Linked DNA regions of Bos taurus: region 1 is linked to region 2. Evidence: chromatin contacts called from public Hi-C data. All regions are on one chromosome and are shown on one strand. Each heading gives the region's core, a stretch centred on a gene start, on an enhancer-like site or on the middle of the called end of the contact. The rest is flanking DNA. Distances are from core to core; before and after follow the strand shown.

Region 1 (3,554 bases), core at 589-3,088, 76 kb before region 2:
AGGACTGATTCTCCCCGGTGCCATCCATCACAGCCCTCCTATGAGAACATACTCCCCAAGGGCTGAGCACCCACAGGGACTTCCCACGCAGTGAGCGCAAGCTTGATCCCTACTCTTCCCTCATCTACTCTGTGGGCCCCTTCTGGCACCCCTAAGACTCCTGTAAATAGAGGAGCCCTGTACCCCAACTCCAGAGGTGAATAAGTAGCCCAGGGTACTCCCTGCCAGGTTCCAAGTCACCATCACTGTCAGCCCCCCACCTCTCCACCCCCCACCCCTCCCACCCATCCCCCCACTCCACCCCCTGCGTCTCCGGGCCTTCCTGTGCCCCACCCCACCCCAGCAGCCTCACTGCCTCCTGCAAGACAAAGCACAGTTTTTGACCTTTATAAGACCAGACATTTTTTATTTTTGATGGCTTCACCCCAAATCAGTGCAAACATATTAAAATATTAAAAATCCTCTGTAAAATTGTTGAAAGGATATTTATAATTTTGCTCTTGAAACCATTTGGCTAGGAGTAACTGATTTAAATTACAATTGGGGAATTCTTGTAAAATGAGAAAAACCCAACCCACACATTCCTTCAAATGTAATGAAAGTTTCATGAATACTAAATTTAACAATTAATGAGGTTGATATAATGTTACAGTTGGACATTTGATTAAGGATTTATTGATTTCAATTTTGCAGTGTTCTTATTTTAGAGCAGGTAATTTTTTTTCCAGCTGTCAAATATTCAAATGATGCCCCTGTGGAGGCTCTTGTGGGCAATATATGAGCAACCTGGGCCAATACGTCTTGCCTATCCTCCACCTGAAGCATACATCCCTTTATAAACACACACACAAGACAAACAGGACCTTGGTTAGACTGTGAAGTCAGAGTCTACTCCCAATGAAGAAGACAACGGGCCAGTTAAGAGCAGAGATGGAAGCAGGTCACATCATGTCATGTCATACATCATAAAAGAAAGAACTTCCTTACTACAACCAGTGGCTGGACCTGCTAAGGGCACAGAGGTTGAGACAAGCCAGCCTTGGAAGTTGGCATAGGTGCCTCCACCCTCCCAAGGAGGGTGAGTAGAGGGGGCAGAAGGGAGGGGACCACTTGCCCTGGTTTTCACAGCCAGTCACAGATCAGCTGCCTGAACGTATTTGGGGACTACAGCCTCCGTGTTCCAGGAAGGTGACCCCGGGGCTAGTGGGCTGTGAGGTTTCTCCCTGACACAAAGACAGTGCCCTACAGGGAGGATGTGGAAAGGCAGACAGAGGGCTGTTGGGGTAGATGCAGAGAGGAGAGGAGGGAGAGGCTGGGGAGAGAAAATCATTGAGACGGAGCTGGAATGAGGGCAGGAAGAAAGGTGGGAAGAGAGCTGGACTGTGTGCCAGTACTCAGGGGAAGGGAAGGAGGATCTCCCAGGATTGGGGTGGCCCTGGGACAGCAGCAGCAGCTAGGTGTCACCCAGGGATGGAGGCGGGGGTGGGAGTGATGTAGCCAGGAAAGACAGGGGCACTAGTTCTCGGAACACCCGCGTGATGTTACCCAAGCTTTCTCCACACAGAGGCAGAGGGGTCTGCAGGGGCATCTGGGGTTGGCAAGAACCTCTCCCAGTACCCCAGCCTCCCCTCGGAACAGGAGGGAGGGCCTGGGCTGAGGCAGCCCTCAGCCTGGTCTGCAGCAAGGGCCGAGGCAGAGAAATGTCACTCTGTCAGCCCCCCGCCCCCGCCCCATCTCTTTAAGGTACCGAGTGTACCAGCCGCCCCCCTCGTCCCACAGCGTCAGCACCTCGGAAGTTAAACATTGTGCCACTAGGTGGAGCCAAAGCCCACGGCAACAGCATGGAATTGGGAAGTTCAGCGGCCAGGGTTTGAGGACAGTGGGCTCGGGAGGCAGAGGACAGAAGAGAGGCTGAGTCTACGCAGAGCCAGGGAGGGCACAGGACAGCGGGTCCCAGCCTTTTTGGTTTATGAAGTCTCGTCTAGCAGTAATGCCTATATGGTCCCAGAGCGGATCCCGGCAGCCGAAAAACCCCATTTATCAGACGAGCCTGAGGCCCGTCAAAGGGATCCAGGAGTCGGTTGAAGCTACAGCCCGCGCCACAGCTCCTTCCCCTGCCCTGCTCCTGAAATCTGTGCCCTGCCGGCAGCTCCCGCTGGGCCCCGGGGCCTACGACTGGCACAGGCACAAAGTTGCCGGGCCCTCCGCCACCCTAGGGTGGGACGAGGTGGCTCAAGCGAAGGCCGGAGCTTCTGCAAAAGACCGCAGCTGACCCAGCATCTGAACAATCCACACGCCTCGGCCGCAGGTGGAGACGGTGGGGCGGGGCTTCAGTCGAGAAGCTCCTCATTGGGCGTGGGGGGTTGCTGGGGTTCTCGCATTGGTTGGGGGTGAGGGGGTGGGATCAAGGGCGTGGCTGAGAGATGTGAAAACCGGGAGAAAAACGCTTGGAGACAATGCACGGACCTCAGGTGTTTCGCTGAGGCCAGGGCGGGAGATACAGAGTTGATCCGCACCTGGGGTGAGCATCGGCCACGTTGTCCCCAAGCACAGGTGTGTTGCGGAAAGACCAAGCTCCAGACTCCCTCTGGTAGCCTTGTCACTTCCAGAACTAGGGGGCTCTCCCGGGTCTCTTGCCTCCCCTCTCCTTGATCTCACTGACCTACCACCAGCTGAACCAGATAGGTGTCCAGACCTTTTCCAACCTGCCCTCCACCTCTCACAGCAGCCATGCCCTCTTTACCTTCATCATTCCCTTTTAAAAGAATCTTTCCCCAGGGTTCACGGATACATCGCACTTAGCTTCGCACAGCCAGCGCTCAGCACAGAACCCCTACCTTCAGTGGTGTCCTTTGGCTTTTCACAGTGTCTGTAGAGGGGGAGGATGGAGCAGGGGGGCAACATGGCCACCTGGTCACTATGCGTGCACTACTCATTCCACACACATGTACTGAGCGTCGACTATGTGCCACAGCCTGTGGTGGGCGGACACCGGAGATAGAGCTTTAAGCAAAACAGACACTCTCTCTACTATCTACTTTCACATCAAGCTGTAGGACAGGGAGAGAGAGAGAATTTAAGGATACTGACAGGTGAGCCCCACCACTGGGGGTGTGAGTGGGCAATGTTAGCCTTAGCCGGTGGATAAGGACGTTTGCAGAAATGTGTTTGGGGTCAAAGCTTATCACACCTGTAAAAGCAGAAAATGATCAATGATCTTAACTATCAAGAAGATATACACTGCCCTCTTGTAGCAGGGTACTGCTTCAAGCAAACTAATATGCAAATGCCAACCTGTGGGAGGAAGGGGAAGAAATTAGTTTGACTCTATCCAAGAATCAATCATTAATCAATCAAAAGCAGATTTCCTTCGGAATCCAAAGGAAGACATTGTCTTTGTGGACACAGCAAATTAACCGCCTTGCCTTCCTTCAGAACAGTGCAGTCAGTAGCCACTAGAGGGCAGCAGAGAGATGGAGATGCCAGAGAGAAGAGCCATTGGTTAGTTTCCACCTGCACCAGAGGGCATGAGGAGCCTAATGAAAACAATAGTA
Region 2 (3,446 bases), core at 214-2,713:
ATACTTACCCTTTTCTTATTATCGCTCCTTTTTTCCTATCATATTAAGGTATCATAGAAAACGCTTGTGGATGTCCCGAAATGTACCACAGGAGGGCAGCTTCTAGTCTTTGCCGTTATAGAAACGCTGTGGTGACTGGTTCTGTACAAATGTCACCCTCTGCATGCACATACATCTCCGGGATAAATTCCGAGCAATGGGACTGCAAAGAATTACAGGCCATCTGTACTTCCTTCTTGGTGAACAGTCTGTTACTATCCTTTGCCTGCTTTTCTACAGAGCTGTTGGTCCTAAATCACTAGAACTTCAATTCAGGGAGGTTTTGCCCTTTGTCTGGTCTGCGTTACAGATTTCTTTCTGGTTTGTGATCAGCTTTCAGACTTCGCTTGTTCTTTTTGTACGTTGGTTTGCTTTGCTTTGCTTTGCAGAAATTTTCACATTTATGAACTCAAAATATATGTTGCTCTTTATACAATGGTTCCTTGATTTTTTGACTTTCAGCTATGAATGACCTTCTATATGGATTTAAAGAAATTTAGTGTTTTCAATATCTCTGACTCATGAAAGAGGAAGTACGCACCTTAGGGAAAAGGATGTGTTCACACTGTGGGAAGGAGAAGGCAGTGATGATGAAATGCAAATTCAAAGAAGCAGGCAAGCAAGGGTGAGGATGTGGAGGAGTTTTAGAAAACCACAGAAACCGCCTCAAGTTTCGTTTACAGGCCAGGTGGAGACATAAAGATTTCTGAGCTGAAGAGCAGAATGAACAAGCATCAGGCTGCAGATGATGAAGGAACCAAAAAGACCAACTGTCTCCAGGTCCTGCTCCTGCTCCCCTCACTGTCCACCGAGCCACATGGGGCAGTGAGAACCACATGGGCCGGACCCTGTCCCTGTCATTTAATGACCTGGACCAGTTCATGACCGTGGACCAGTTCCAGAAATGACGTTCATGCCCCAGGCTTAGCAGCAAACAAAAGAGAGTAAAGCAAACAGCTTGTGCACAGAGGCGTGCAATAAAATGTGAACCCCTGGGTCACACACGTAGCTGCTAGCTAAGCTTCTGTGTTCCACGAGGCAGGGGGGATGGTATCGCTCCCTGGTGACCGCCGGACAGGCCTCATCTCCTTACGCAGGCACTCAAGGCCCTCACACTCCGGCTTCTGCTCTGCTTTACTCTGGCCCCATCTCAGGATCTTTCATCGTGGATATTGCCTCTGCTCTTGCCAATCTGTCCTGTGTACCTCCACATTCGCTCACACAGGTAGCTGCCTCTGCCGGGACACCACATCCCCTCAACCAAACATCCCCTTCTCTGCCTGGCTAACCTTAAATAATTCTTTGACAGTAGGTACAAAACCACTTTCTCAGAAAAGTTTTACCTGACCTCAAGCCTGGGCCAGCTTCTCACCCTGTTGTTCCTCAGTTCAGTGACTGTCTGGCGCCCCTCCATGGCGGGAATGAGGACTGGCTCATCACTATCCCAGGAGCTGGACCAAGCTTGGACCAGACAGGCTCAAGGCTCAGTCAATGCTCACAGGATGGACGAATGACTCCTCAACTGAAACAGCCACTGAAATACCCAAGCCAGGCGGTCAGTGGAGCCAGGCCATGGGCACTGGGTGCAGGAGTGGAAGCTGCAGGGACACCCGCCCTTGCTGGGAGCACCCTCTCCTGTCACGCTGCCACGCCCCAGCTGTTCCTGCAGCAAAGCAGGCCAAGTGGAACGGGCCTCCGGAGGACAGAGGAAAGCTCAGCATCCAAAATACCAAAGAAGCCATGTGAACATCAGAAGGGGGAAGACTGACCTGAAGGCTGGGCTGCCCCGAGGCCTGCAGGGCATGCTGCAGGGCTTGGCTGAAGAGATCGTTGGTGATGGGCGTCCCTGACTGGACGCTGGAGGACATTGGGGAGGTCCCTGAGGAGTGGCCCTAGAGACAGACCATGGTCAGTGCCACCCTCAGAGCCACCCCAGTCTCCCAGCACACACCCACTGCCGTCACATCGCCCCACGGTGCCCTGCGTGCCTCACCACTGCCTCCCAGCAGGGGCCAGCAGGAGACAGCCACAGAGCCACCTTAAAGCTCTCTATGTGCGCAGGAAGGGTTCTGTACTCTCTTGCTCCACGGAGATGGAATGGGACCCCTGACCGAGCCTAGGACCCATACTGGCAGAGGAAAGATGGCTTTGCTGGCTGGAGTGACTATCACCAGGAATGCTTAAGCCTGTGATATACGCCTGGCCACTTTCAGGAATAAGTAAGGAACCATTATGCGACATGAGGTTCTTCCAACTGCTGAGAAGAGTCAGTCAGGCCTAGGATGAGCCCCAGACTTCTGAGCCTAAAGGCAGGTGAGGGGAGGTCGCCTGAGCTGCAGTGGGAAACCCACTGGGGCTCCAGGTAGAGCTCAGATCAAAGCAGATGGAGCACAAGGATCAGCAAAGGTAAACCCACTCTACCACTGGGCCCTTCTCCCTGGGGGCCTGGCCTGGACTTCCCACCCCTCTCTCCATACCTGGGGGCCTGGCCTGGACCTTCCCACCCCCTCTCTCCATACCTGGGGGCTCGGCCTGGACTTCCCACCCCTCTCTCCATACCTGGGGGCTCGGCCTGGACCTTCCCACCCCCTCTCTCCATACCTGGGGGCTCGGCCTGGACTTCCCACCCCTCTCTCCATACCTGGGGGCTTGGCCTGGACCTTCCCACCCTCTCTCCATACCTGGGTACCAGGAGTCGGCGTGTGAGAGCTGCTCTCCGGAGTGCTGGCCAGGGCCAGGGCAGTGGCCAGCTCGCTCTGGGTGATGGGCCGGGGCCCAGCAGCTCCACTGTACCCCAGGGAAGCTGGGCGGGAGCTGGGGGTGCTGCTTGAGGGCGTGGACCTGGCACTCTGGACAAGGGAGGTGCCCAGATCAGGGGGGAAGCCCTGAGTGGTTTTCAGAACCCCACCCCTGCTCCAAGAACAGTTCTTGGGGAGACTCCCCAGGCTGCCAGGGTCACAGCAATAGTGTGGCGGACCTGGGCCCCCACAGGGCCTCTGACCACCCCCTGCTGGGCGTGCCAGGTCCTGAGGAGGGCACCTCCCCAGCACCATCTCCCCCAAATGGCGGGCAGCCCGTCACTTACTGGGTGAAAGTCGTCCTCATCATCAGAGAGCCCTTCAAACAGGAAGCCACCTGGAGAAGGAAGGACAGATTTCAGGAGGAGGAACAGGAAGGCACAGGTGCTGCTCCAGCGTCTCGGCACTAGTTACTCCAAATTCATGTTCTCATCTCTCCCCTGGAAAATTACAGGACAGATGCTCTCCCTGACTCAAACCCAGAGTTCCCAAGGAACACCCTCTGCCAGCACTATACATAGCTGCGAGTAAAGCAAAGCCCTGGGCCACCGCCCATTCCCCAGGGGCCTGCATCCCGCAGTCCAGAGGCTCACCTGGCATGTCCCGGTA

The links. Hi-C and Micro-C count contacts between places; a contact is called where the count stands out from the background.
Region 1: a Hi-C map of liver shows a contact between it and region 2, with 2.6 times the contacts expected there. The contact joins two enhancer-like sites. A contact is called at or near these places in 5 of 11 Hi-C or Micro-C datasets (4-cell embryo, blastocyst, liver and 2 more).

Annotation. Positions count from the first base shown.
Region 1 is chr21:34,294,870-34,298,423 of ARS-UCD2.0, reverse strand. No RefSeq gene overlaps it. Among named protein-coding and RNA genes, the nearest start is that of CYP11A1, 32 kb to the left of the region's middle. Within about 2 kb of position 1,838, at least 56 of the 102 cell types and tissues checked have an H3K27ac peak or open chromatin away from gene starts, as enhancers often do. A contact at or near this core is called in liver, where this site is marked.
Region 2 is chr21:34,219,023-34,222,468 of ARS-UCD2.0, reverse strand. It overlaps UBL7 (ubiquitin like 7), which reads right to left. Exons shown (of 11, transcript NM_001015573.1): 7 at 3,431-3,446; 8 at 3,125-3,174; 9 at 2,721-2,888; 10 at 1,809-1,931. Among named protein-coding and RNA genes, the nearest start is that of UBL7, 11 kb to the right of the region's middle. Within about 2 kb of position 1,463, at least 13 of the 102 cell types and tissues checked have an H3K27ac peak or open chromatin away from gene starts, as enhancers often do. A contact at or near this core is called in liver, where this site is marked.